2 separate regions of the Ovis aries genome follow, and region 1 is linked to region 2. Evidence: chromatin contacts called from public Hi-C data. All regions are on one chromosome and are shown on one strand. The core of a region is the stretch at or near the end of the contact, and the rest is flanking DNA. Distances in the headings are between cores, read along the strand shown. Region 1 overlaps IFT122 (intraflagellar transport 122). Region 2 overlaps TMCC1 (transmembrane and coiled-coil domain family 1).

Evidence for each region. Hi-C and Micro-C count contacts between places; a contact is called where the count stands out from the background.
Region 1: a contact with region 2 is called in a Hi-C map of muscle, with 4 times the contacts expected there. The contact joins two enhancer-like sites. A contact is called at or near these places in 4 of 16 Hi-C or Micro-C datasets (hypothalamus, mixed tissues, muscle and 1 more).

Annotation. Positions count from the first base shown.
Region 1 is chr19:56,216,393-56,222,785 of ARS-UI_Ramb_v3.0, forward strand. It overlaps IFT122 (intraflagellar transport 122), which reads right to left. Exons shown (of 30, transcript XM_004018536.5): 15 at 4,565-4,762. Among named protein-coding and RNA genes, the nearest start is that of IFT122, 34 kb to the right of the region's middle. Within about 2 kb of position 1,704, at least 32 of the 54 cell types and tissues checked have an H3K27ac peak or open chromatin away from gene starts, as enhancers often do.
Region 2 is chr19:55,943,894-55,950,640 of ARS-UI_Ramb_v3.0, forward strand. The region is part of intron 4 of TMCC1 (transmembrane and coiled-coil domain family 1); the gene reads left to right. Among named protein-coding and RNA genes, the nearest start is that of TMCC1, 51 kb to the left of the region's middle. Within about 2 kb of position 3,273, at least 4 of the 54 cell types and tissues checked have an H3K27ac peak or open chromatin away from gene starts, as enhancers often do.

The DNA.
Region 1 (6,393 bases), core at 454-2,953, 270 kb after region 2:
ATGTCCATTGAATCAGTGGTGCCATCCAACCATCTCATCCTCTGTTGCCCCCTTCTCCTCCTGCCTTCAGTCTTTCCCAGCTTCAGACTGTTTTCCAATGAGTCGGCTGTTCACATCAGGTGGCCAAAGAAGTGGAGCTTCAGCGTCAGTCCTTCCAATGAATATTCAAGATTGATTTCTTTAGGATTGACTGGTTGGATCTCCTTGCTGTCCAAGGGACTGTCAAGAATCTTCTCCACAGTTCAAAAGCATCAGTTCTTCAGCGCTCAGGTGTCATTATCCCCCGACTACTGCCCAGGGACTGAGACTCGAGTGACCTGTTAAGGGCCCAGAAGTGGAACGCAGAAGCCCTGGGGCTGGGCCGGGGGTAAGCGGACCAGGTTCCGTGCCCCTCTCTGCTTCGTGTGTGTGTGTGTGTGTGTGTGTGTGTGTGTGTGTGTCCTGCAGAGGAAAACAAGGGTGAACTGGCCCGTGGTGGTTTCCACAGCAAAAGGCCAGCAAGTGGGGCTGAGGCACTACCTCTGCCTGGGCCTCCTGGGCAGGGGACATCAATCAGCCAGCACTTCTGTGCTAATTGTTCCCAAATGTGGAGCTGGAAGTGCTGTTTTCTCCATTCAGGGCCTTTATCTTTGAAATTTCCTGTCCTGTTTTTTTAGCTTCAGATTGAAGGAAACTAACAGCAAGATTGCTGCTGAAGGCTCACCTTTTCCGCCCGGCCTCCCCGCCCAGCTCTCCTCCCTTCGAGGCGGGCAGCAGGGTGTGAAACCGGGAGCGGTCGGGCTAGAATCCTGGCCTGGTGAGCCCACATCCTCGCTGAGGGATTTGGGGTCAACGGATCAGCTTCTGTTGCCATGCCCTGCCCAGCCCACTGGCAACCAGTGCTTTGAAAACGGAAAGGTGCCGGGAGAAAGTGAGCCTGCTCCCTCCCACGCTGCACTTCTCAGCACAGAACACATTTGCGGCTCCTCTCCATCTTCCCAAGCCTTTCTGGGCTCAGATGAAGTGTCACCACCTCACAGAAGCCTCCGCACACTCCCCGAGAACAAGGAGCTCTCCTTTCTAAGCTCCTCTGGTAGACCACCTTTGTTCCAAGTTAGTTGTTTTGTAGTGTTTGCTATTTAAAGATCGAGAAGAAGAATAATAGGAATTGGGCCAGACAAAATCTGAAAGATGGATGCATTGAGCTCCACTGCACGGAGGGCAAGGGGCTGCTCCAGGCCGTGGCTGGTTAGGGGGCAGGGTCAGAACTCAAAGCTAGTTGTCTCCCCTCAAGGGGCCCCCAGGTGGAGCCCCATGAGGGTGGGACGGGATATGGATGACCAACTGAGCACGGAAGCCACGGTTAAGACACAGGCTGGCCTGGGAGGCGCCATCTGAGAACAGGAGCTTTAAAAGTATTCAAACCGAACAAATGCCCTCTGAGCTCTGAGCAGTCTCACTGTCGCATTCCAAGCATGAAGTCACAACCGCCCCAAGGAGCCGGACCCATCTGGGGCTCGCCGCTCTACTTGGCAGCCCTGACGAACCCGTTCTTGCACAAGATGATGTCAATTTCGAAAGGAAACCAGAAATCCCCAGAGCGGGCCTGCTGCTTTCTCCCTCGCCTCTGGGCCAAAACCACAAGCCGGCTGGAGGCAGGGGTGACAGATAAATCGCCTTTGTCTTGGGGCTGCCTCTCCTGACCCCTGGCAGCTCCGAGCTGCTGCATCAGCAGGACAGCCCTGGTGCGGCCCTGGGGGCCCTGGCTCCTGAATCTGCAGGGCTTGGCAGAGGCGCCCAGGGCCGCCCCTCCAGCTCCTCTGGGCCGGCCACAATCAGGGAGCAACAAACTGTTATCTTCGAGGTCAGGGCAGCAGTGCTAGAGGAAAACTCGAGCTCAACGAGGCCTGTCTGCTCGATGGAGGAAGGCTGAGTTTCTAGCGGCTGTGGGGCCAGGGCGCGGGCTGGGGAGCAGAGAGGGCTGCGGGGAAAAGGTCCTGCGGGGGGAGGGGTTCTCGCCCCTCCTTCTGCCCCGATTCCACCCATCTCTCCCCTCCTTTCTGTGGCTTTCTTCTTTTCCTCAGATCTGAATTCCACTACCATGTACTGAATAATTGCTCTGTGTCAGGCTCTATTCATTCCCGAAGCAGTCAGTAACAAGGGTGTCATCGTCAGTTTAGAGCGAGAAGCAGGCCCCAGCCCCGCCCTGTACAAGAAGCCAAGGGACTTCCCCAGTGGCCCAATGGCTGAGACGCCGTGTTTCCAGGGCAGGGGGTGTGAGTCTGATCCCTGGCTGGTGGGACTAGGATGTCACATGCCACCTGGCACAGCAAAAGAAAAAAGAGCCAAAGCAGAGAGCGTGAGTGAAGGTGGGGTGTCTGGAGGGGGCGCCGACTGACAGAGCCCAGCGAAGGGCGATCTGGAGACATGTCTACAAATCCTCCACGTGGCCATGACCTTTGACCCAGCAATTTTCACTCTGGGGAAAGTATACCACAGAGCTATATTGGGACTGGTGCAAAGACCTGGCTGGGAAGATGCCCACCACCTACAGGAGCAAAGAAGCTGTAAACGGCATGACTGTCCAACTGGCTGAGTGTGTTGTGGACATCGTGTGATGGGACAGAAAGCAGTCATCAGAACAAGGAGGCAGGGCTTCCCTGCTGGATTGGTGGTGAAGAATCCGCCTGCCAACGCAGGAGACACGGGCTCGATCCCTGACCTGGGAAGACCCCCACGTGCCAGGCCCCTCTAACGCCTGTCTGTGCTCTAGAGCCCAGGAGCCACAGCGCCTGGGCCCGGGCCCCGCAACAAGAGGAGCCCCCAGAATGAGAAGCCCACGCACTGCCAACTAGAGAGCGGCCCCTGCTCTCCGCAACTCGAGAAGAGCCTGCGCGGCGGCGGCAAGGGCCCAGCACAGACGAAAAAAATTAAGTAAATCAAATTATAAAGTAAAAACCAATGGGGCTGCGGGAAGCCAGTGTGGTTAGGGTCCTCGTGGGCTGGAGGTGCTGGTGCAGCGCAGCTACCCAGGTGATAGATTTTGTACTATGGTTCTGCAAACTGCTACCAGCGAGGTCGCCTCGGCAAGTGGTTACAAAGGATCTCTGTCTGATTTCCTCCGATTACATGTGACTCTACAATCATCTCAGTATTCTAAATGCTAGAGAAGCACATTTACTCATGTGGAGCCACGTTTCCAATAGATTGCTGGGTGGAAAAGCCCAATTGCTAGGTGACGGCCAATAACGCCTACAAAGTGATGGGTCTGCAAACATGTAAAATCAGGTTAACTAGAAGACAGAGGTGAGGGGAGGTGATGAAAAGTCTCTCTCATTTAAAATCCGCATTCAGTGAAAATATGGTAAAGCTGAGATTTCATCTCCAGGAGCAAACAGTATTCACAGCATGGTTGCACTTTTGTTTCAAAATGTTTACATAAAGTCATAAACTCAGAAGAGTGTACTATGCATCTATTATATAGACATATAGGAATGGTCTAGGGGCATACATTCTACAAGATTTAAGATGACTCTGGGGAGGGGGCGTCCCTGGTGGCTCAGTAGTAAAAAATCTGCCTGCCAATACAGGAGACATGGGTTCAATCCCTGGTCCAGGAAGATCCCAGATGCTGAGAAGCAACTAAGCCTCTGAACCCCAACTACTGAGCTTGTGCTCTAGAGCCTGGAAGCCACAGCACGGAAGCCCACGTTCTGGAACTAGAGAAGCCCCCGTGCCTCAGTTAGAGAGCAGCCCTCGCTCACCGCAGCTAGAGAGGTGCTCACGCAGCAGTGAAGGCCCAGAACAGCCAAAAGTGAATAAATAAATAAAAGAGTGATTCCCAGGAATTCCCTGGAAGTCCAGTGATTAGAGGGTTTCCCTGGTGGCTCAGCTGGTAAGGGATCCACTTGCAATGCAGGAGATCCTGGTTCAATCCCTGGGTTGCGAAGATATCTTGAAGAAGGGTTAGGCTATCCACTCCAGTATTCTTGGGCTTCCCTGGCGGCTCAGACAGTAAACAATCCTTCTGTAATGCGGGAGACCTGGGTTAAATCCCCTGGGTTGGGAAGATCCCCTGGAGGAGGGCATGTCAACCCACTCCAATATTCTGGCCTGGAGAATCCCATGGACAGAGGAGCCTGGTGGGCTACAGTCCACAGGGTCGCAGAAAGTCGGACATGACTGAGCAACCAAGCACAGCACAGCAGTGATTAGGAGTCAGCGCTTTCACTGCCGGAGCCCAGGTTCGATCCCTGGCTGGGGAACTAAGATCTCACAAGCTGTATGCATGGCTCTCAGGGAAATATGCTGTCTGCTGCCAAGCGACCTTCCATACCTTCTCTGTCCCTTCCAGGAGAGGGCAATCAGAAAGACATGGAGGCTCAGGGAGGCTGAGCTGCTTGCCCAAAGACACCCAGAGGTTGCAAAGCGTGGAGACGGGGCTCAGGTTCAGGTCCAGAGTGCCTCCCGCCTGACCTCACTGCCACGCCTGTCTCTCCACCCTGTCTCCTCTACACTCCCTCCCTGGCTGCCCCCGGGCTCCTAGGACCTGTCCTGGCTGGGGGCAGACAGGGTGCCGGATCACCTGTGGCACCTCCACGGCCGACATGGAGAAGACGTGGAGGCAGAAGATCTTGGAGCCGTTGTAGCCGACCACGAAGCCCTGCAGCTTCTGCTGGTGCACCGGGAAGGTGCTGGCCTTGATGTTGAGGTAGCCGCCGCCCGAGAAGCAGAGCATGTCTTCACACTGGGTGTTCCAGGCCACACTGTTGGCGTTGGGCTCCTGTGGGCAACGGACGGTGAGGGGATGGCTCCACTCCTACACTCGGCCAGGAACTGGCTCCCAAAGGCCTGAATCACGCTAAGCTGCTAACATGGGTTGTAGGGAAGGTCAGGGAAGAAGGGATCAGACACAAAATGGACAGCACAGAGGAGAAGCAAGCTCCTCTCTACACTGCGTGTGCTGGAATTCTTCAGGTAAGCATCACTTCTGAAAAATTATCCCCAAAGATTAATCATTACATAGGAAGTGGGAAAATCAGCAAAGTGGGATCTAGTTCTATTAAAGAATGAATAAACAAAGCTAGTCACGGAAGAAGGTTTAAAGGGATAGATCCCAAACAATTACCACTGATTGTTTGGGGGTAGATGAGATTGTGGGTAATTTTTTATTTCCTATGTTTTTTTGTTTGCCTCAAATTTTCTTTTGGTCATGAATGTCTATTGTTTTTTATAATAAGAAAGAGAACAGTGAGTTATTTTAAAAGTAGAAAATAATACATTGTCTCTGTGCTGACAATCCACACATGTAAAATCCTTCAAGCTAAGTTTCAACAGTACATGAACAAAGAACTTTAAAATGTATGAGCTGGATTTGGAAGAGGCAGAGGAACCAAAGGTCAAATTGCCAACATCTGCTGGATCACAGAAAAAGCAGGGGAATTCCAGAAAAACATCTACTTCTGCCTCATGGACTACGCTAAAGCCTGTGGATCACAACAAACTGTAGAAAATTCTTAAAGAGACAGGAATACCAGACCACCTTACCTGTCCCCTGAGAAACCTGTATGCAGGTCAAGAAGCAACAGTTAGAACTGGACTTAGAATAACAGACTGGTTCATAATTGGGAAAGGAGTGTATCAAGGCTCTATATTGTCACTCTGCTTATTTAACTCATATGCAGAGTATATCATACAAAAGGCCAGGCTGGATGAAGCACAAGCTGGAATCAAAATTGCTGAGACAAATATCAACAACCTCAGATACACAGATGATACCACTCAAAAGGAAGAAAGTGAAGAGGAACTAAAGAGCCTTCTGATAAAGGTGAAAGAGGAGAGTGAAAAAGCCAGCTTAAAACTCAATATGCAAAAAACTAAGATCATGGCATCTGGTCCCATCACTTCATGGTAAATAGATGGGGAAACAATGGAAACAGTGAGAGATTTCACTTTCTTGGGCTCCAAAATCACTGCAAATGGTGACTGCAGCCATGAAATTAAACGGCACTGCTCCTTGGAAGAAAAGCTATGACAAACCTAGATAGTGTATTAAAAAGCAGAGACAGCACCTTGCCAAGAAAGGTCCATCTAGTCAAGGCTATGGTTTTCCCAGTAGTCGTGTATGGATGTGAGAGTTGGACCATAAAGAAGGCTGAGAGCCAAAGAATTGATGCTTTAGAACTGTGGTGCTGGAGAAGACTCTTGAGAGTCCCTTGGAAAGCAGGGAGATCCTACTAGTCAATACTAAAGGAAATTAACCCCAAATTATTCATTAGAAAGACTGAAGCTGAAGCTCCAATGCTTTGGCCACCTGATGCGAAGAGCCAACTCATTGCAAAAAGACCCTGAGGCTGGATAGATTGAGGGCAGGAGGAGAAGGGGTCGACAGAGGATGAGATGGTTGGATGGCAT
Region 2 (6,747 bases), core at 2,023-4,522:
TCCATATCTTGACTTACTCTTTCATTCAGTCATTCGTTCAGCAAACATATAATGAGGTGTTCCAGTCACTGTGGATACTGTGATGTACAGAAAAAGATGTGATCCTTACTCTCATGGAGTTCATCATTAGATGGGGATACATATTAAATAATCACTTGAGCAAATCTAAAGTTTCAATTGTGGCACATGCTACTAGAGCCGATTATAGGAACTTATGACCTAGTTAAGGATGTCACTTCTGTGAGGAAATGACAAAGATCTGGAGGGTAAGCTGAGGTAATTAGGTGATGGAGAGAGAACTCCAGGTGCAAAGGTGCTAAGATGGAAGGACGCTTACTGAGTATGAGGGACGGGATGGCAGGTGTGTGTGCGTGTTCATGCAAGCACACGGTGGGTAAGGCTGGAGAGAGGGGAAGGAGCTCAGACAGAGGTTTCAGATGGTGTTCAGGAGTTTTTCTCCATTTAAGAGGAATGAGGAGTATCAAAGCATTTTAAGCAAAGGGGAGAGTTTCACGTTTGTGATTAGAAAATATCACTGTGTTTATGGTGTGAAGAGTGGGTTGCACTGCATTCAGGTGGGATGCAGATAGATGAGCTGGAAGGCGGTTGTGGTAGTTTGGGTCTAAAATGAGATGGTGGGAGCGGAAAGAAGAGTTGCCTCAGGGCAGGGGTGTGTCTTACTCCGCATGCCAGTACTTCCGGCTTCCTGCATGGCTCAGTGGTAAAGAATCTGCCTGCCATTGCAGGAGGTGCCGGATCGATCCCTGAGTCAGGAAGATCCCCTGGAGGAGGAAATGGCAACCAACTCCAGTATTCTTGCCTGGAGAATCCCACGGACAGAGGAATCTCAAGGGCTAACAGTCCATGGGGTCGCAGAGTCAGATACGACAGAGCGACTGAGCACGCATCCAGTACTTTGGCCCTTGAATTATTGGTTTGATGAATTAGTAGTAAATAGACAGGGAGCAAGAAACGATATCTAGTTAGGGAGTTTGAGAATGTATGTGGAGAAGTTTTTGAAATGGAGTAATCTTTCATTTAATTATTCATCAGTACTTATTAAATACCAGCTATGTACTGGGCAGTTTTCTAGGTAGTTAGAATACACCAGAAAATGAAACAGGCAAAAATTTGTGCCGTTATGGAGGCTTACTCGGTATTGAAGGAGATAACATACAGTAGATATAAAAATGAATAATATGTTACGATGAAGTGTGATGAGTATTATGGGAAGAAAAGAGCAGAATTAGAGAAAGAAAGAGATTAGGGCTGTGTACAGAGGGGAGGGGAGTTGCCGTATAAGGTAAGGTAAGCCTCGCTGAGAAAGTAACGTTTGAGTGAAGACTTGAGATGAAGAAATGAGTCATGAGGCTGGCTCTCTACTCAGATGGATGAAGTAACTCCAGGGTAGGAGCTCACGTTCCCCGCCTGATTGTCCAGGGAATAGCAAGACCATTGTGGAAAGCTGAGTGACGGGGGACAGTAGTACAGGATGGCCTCAGAGAGGCCGCAAGGGGCCAGCCTGGGGAGGGCTTCATAGTGATATCTCAGTGTAGACACTCTTCCGTTTTATCTGTATAAAATACCGTGGGATGGGAGACATTTCCCCTCTGTGTGTGTTTGCTCGGTAATTGTTCAGTAATTGTTCCACTGAGTGTTAGACCTACCATTGTTTTAGGTTAGGCATCTGCACACTTTTTCTGTAAGTAGTCATTGTAAGTATTTTCCGCCATCTGGTCTGTCTTGCAACTACTCAGTTGTGTCGGAGCATGAAATCAGTCACCCATAATATGTAAATGAACGGGCATGCCGGGGTTTGACTGGTGAACAGCGTCTGGGCCTCGGCCCATACTTTGCCCACCACAGTCTTAGGCGCTGAGAATACATGAGTGAATCAAACAAACGAAAATACTCGCACTGGAGAAGTTTAGGAGGAGGTAAGCAAAACATGTAAGTAAAGTGCACAATGTGACCGTTGAGTAAGAAGATAAAGATTCCCAGGGAGGGAAGTTTTAAGCAGAGTGGTCGGGGAAGACCTCACTAATACACAAGCAAAGACCTGGAGGATGCGAGGAAGCAGACCAAACCTCTGCAGGGAGACCTGGGGGAACAGCAAAGGGTAAGGTCCCAAAGGCCTGTACTGTGAGGAAATGTTACGGAAGTTGGATTTTTTTTGGCATTGTGAAAGGGGAGAACATGATAATGCACGTCAAGGCCGTTAGCTGTAGCCACCCGTCTGCCGTGCCTGATGGGTGAGGAGCAATACTTGAAACGTTTTTTACTAATGAGAGTTTAATCTGTATGTCTTATTTAAACTTAGGTTGCATGGTCTAAGTGTTCAGTTCAGTTCAGTCGCTCAGTCGTGTCCAGCCCTTTGTGACCCCATGAGTTGCAGCACACCAGGCCTCCCTGTCCATCACCATCTCCCGGGGTTCATTCAGACTCACGTCCATTGAGTCAGTGATGCCATCCAGCCATCTCACCCTCTGTCGTCCCCTTTTCCTCCTGCCCCCAATTCCTCCCAGCATCAGAGTCTTCTCCAATGAATCAACTCTTCGCATGAGGTGGCCAAAGTACTGGAGTTTCAGCTTTAGCATTATTCCTTCCAAAGAAATCCCAGGACTAATCTCCTTTAGAATGGACTGGTTGGATCTCCTTGCAGTCTCAAGAGTCTTCTCCAACACCACAGCTTAAAAGCATCAATTCTTCGGCACTCAGCTTTCTTTACAGTCCAACTCTCGCATCCATACATGACCACTGGAAAAACCATAGCCTTAACTAAACGGACCTTTGTTGGCAAAGTAATGTCTCTGCTTTTCGATATGCTATCTAGGTTGGCCATAACTTTTCTTCCAAGGAGTAAGTGTCTTTTAATTTCATGGCTGCAGTCACCATCTGCAGTGATTTTGGAGCCCAAAAAGATGAAGTCTGACACTGTTTCCACTGTTTCCCATCTATTTGCCATGAAGTGATGGGATCAGATGCCCTGATCTTCGTTTTCTGAATGTTGAGCTTTAAGCCAACTTTTTCACTCTCCTCTTTCACTTTCATCAAGAGGCTTTTTAGTTCCTCTTCACTTTCTGCCATAAGGGTGGTGTTAGTAGTTTTCAAAAAAACAAAATTGAACCAAGTCAAGAGCTTACTGACTTTATTTGACAATTCATGAATTGGGCAGCATTCAGTCTGAGCAAATAGAAACGAACTCTGAAGAGCTGTACAGAATAAAAGACTTCTAGGCAGAAGGGAGCAGGAACAGGAAGTTACAAAAAGTGTGTTGGTTATTGCTAGGTTACTCTCCTTACAGAGGATGGCAAGGGTTACGTGCTGCTGCTGCTGCTGCTGCTGCTAAGTCGCTTCAGTCGTGTCCGACTCTGTGTGACCCCATAGACGGCAGCCCAGAGGCTCCCCCGTCCCTGGGATTCTCCAGGCAAGAACACTGGAGTGGGTTGCCATTTCCTTCTCCAGTGCATGAAAGTGAAAAGTGAAAGTGAAGTCGCTCAGTCATGTCAGACTCTTAGCGACCCCATGGACTGCAGCCTACCAGGCTCCTCTGTCCATGGGATTTTTCCAGGCAAGAGTACTGGAGTGGGGTGCCATTGCCTTCTCTGGCAAGGGTTACCTAACTAGTGCTAATCGGCAGTTCCTGGTTGGCTGGTTTGAGTCCATTTCTGGGAGAGGCAAAAAACTGTAATTTAGTTCTCAGTTTGATGATATGAGAATTAGCATAAGAGACTCCATTTGGGGCCTACTGTGTTTTGTTTTGTTTTTAAATAAACTTACTGTGTTTATATGTAGCTTTTAAAATAGTCATGTCCAGTGGCCTTGTCAAAGGTGTAGACTAAAACCCATTCTTTCTCATTCAGTAACAAATAGCTTGTAGACTTAGAGTATGTGGATTTCCCAGGGTTTATAAATAAGGAACACTACCCTCCACAGTAAATTACTGCAGGATGGTATTCCACTCTGTTCAAATGAAAGGGAGATTTATAAGATTGAGTTAATTGAGCCGTGTGCAAAACCAGAAAGCCTAGGTATAATGTTCTTCCAAAGGGGAAAGAAACGAGGTGATGGGAAGGATAATTCCTGTTGCTGACCACAAGGTGGTACCCCTAGACCAGGAGAAGTAGGCGGAAGTGAGGAGATGACTCCTACTGTGACAGGCCATTAACAATGAAGGAATTATACCTTGAGAAGTCACTAGCTCAGGGAATTGTTAGGATATGGGCTGGATTGAGTAGTGACTATCATACGTAGTAGTAGGCGCTCTTTTAAAGTACTGAACTGAGCTGGTAACTGTGGAAATGGAATTGACGATAGAAGAGTGGGTAGAATTTACTGACAATGTTAGAATTAAAAATAGAGATACTGTTGTATGGCCGAAACCAGCACAAATTATAAAGCAATTATCCTCCAATTAAATAAATAAATAAAGTGAATTCCCTGGTGGTCCAGTGGCTGGAACTCCAGGCTTCCAATGCAGTGGGTCTGGGTTCAATCCCGGGTTGGGGAACTGGATCCCATACGCTGTAGCCAAAGATCCCATATGCCACAGCTGAGACCCAGTGCAGCCAAATAAGTGAGTAAATAAATACTTTTAAAAATAATTAAAGATAAAATTGAAAGTCCTAAAGTCTGCTTGGGAGAACTAGTAAAATAATGTCTGTTTTCCTAAAAACAAAAACATTGAAAATTGTATTTTTAAAATGAAAACCAATAGAGATCTTTCTCGTTTGTGTATTTAGTGTCAGTTTGGTAGCTAATACTATCAAGGAAATGATATCATCAAAGAAATGATACGGGATGGAAAAGTAGGGATAAATCAGAGATGAAGTTGTGTTTTCAGTTGTTCTGTAGTAAAGGTACTTTATAGAACAAAACTCGTATGCCAAAGGAAGTAACTTTTAGGCTTATTGACCCTAACTCAGAGGTCTAGAATGTGTGGAATGAAATGTGTGAAATGAAACTTCCCAACCCAGGGATCGAACCCAGGTCTCCCTCTTTGCAGGTGGATTCTTTACCAGCTGAGCCACAAGGAGGTCCAGAATGTGTATGTTTGTTTTAATGCAGTATGTTTCTGTGGTGACCCACAAGATACCTTTATTATCCTTAATGATCTTACGCTGATTTTTAATGTGATTTTCCTAAGAGTGGATTTGAAGGTGTAGCTAGGATGTTCTTGACCTTGGTAGACTTACCGTGCACAGTTATCATCATAAGGATGCCACTCCAAGTTCTGTTTGGTTTTGTTTTTAACATCTGAGTTGTATTCCTTCTGTGATGAAGGCTCAACATAATGCAAAGGCAAGTTTACTCTTCAAGTTAAATTTAATCTCCTTTTCCTTTATATTAAAAAATATATAGAGACTTTAGAGTAATTAGACCTCTAAAGGAACATAGTATGTACCTATACCTTCTGCTTTCCCCTTTTATTCACAGAGGATTTGAGTACTTTATCAGTAGCCTTCAATCTTAAGAGGGAGGGAGAATTTTGGCCCCCAAAGTCCACTACTATTTTTTATTTTTTTAAAATCCAGAACCTTGTTACAAGAGTTTGTCTTGTGACTGTTAGCTTCCCAAAGACTCATAGGTAGATAAATAGAAGGCCAGACCAGGATCATGTATGATAGAAGATAATTACTAGAACAGATTGTGATCATAATGCCGCATTATATGTAAAGAAAGGTAGGCAGCTTTGGCAGTTAGCACAGTATTGGGCTTTAGTAAGTATTTGTTAATATTTGACTTGTTTTGATGTTACATCATCGTGACCTGTGATTTCGTCAGTCAATGGGAGCTGACCAGATTTCATACTTCAGGATCAGCATATATTTATTAGGCATTAGTGTCTCATTTTATGTATGGTTTGACTTTGAAAGCATCTTGTTTCCTAAATAGAATCCTTTAAAATATGTAAAAAATGTTTGATTTAAAAAATCAGTCTTGGAGAAATCTCTTTGTAAAAAGAATTAGCAAGGATTTATTGGTTTATATATTACAAAAATGTATCTTTAGCCAAAGATCAAGTAAAATTTTTGTTGGTGGTAGTTTAGTCGCAAACTTGTGTCCGATTCTCGTGACCCCGTGGCCTGTAGCTCACCAGACTCCTCTGTCCATGGGGTTTCCCCGGCAAGAATACTGGAGTAGGTTGCCATTTCCTCCTCCAGGAGATCTTCCCAACCCAGGTCTCCTGCATTGCAGGTGGATTCTTTACTGACTGAGCTATAGAACTGGCAATTACATTTTATTTTATCACAGTAACATTTTACTGGGGTAAAGAGCCCTGACACAGATTTCGATATCATTGTAATGAAGAAGCTAAGAATTTAGAAACCTTGGTTGCAAAATGAGCCCCTTGCAACACAAATGACTTTCAGCCAAAAGATCGCTGGGTATTGCCAGGTGATTAGCAAGAACTCGAAGACTATTAAGACTATGGCCTAAGCCTAAGCAAGCGCCTCATTTTACAGACCCAAAAATGTTGGGAAAACAGCCTGAGGTAATGCAGCTAAATGTGATACTAGGGAGAGATCCCTGGGTTCCTTCTGATTTCATGTTCAGCTTTCTTGTCTTTTTATCCTGTTTGTATGTCAGAGAATTGAAGAACATGATTGCTATGATCAAGTAGGGGACAAGAAAGGGAGACAAAGTTTTTCCTTTTTCAAAATAAGTAAGCTTTTTGAATGTGAGCAGTGACAAAGGCTGATTTCCCCACTACCCTTGTTTGTCTTCTGTTACTACTTTGAAACA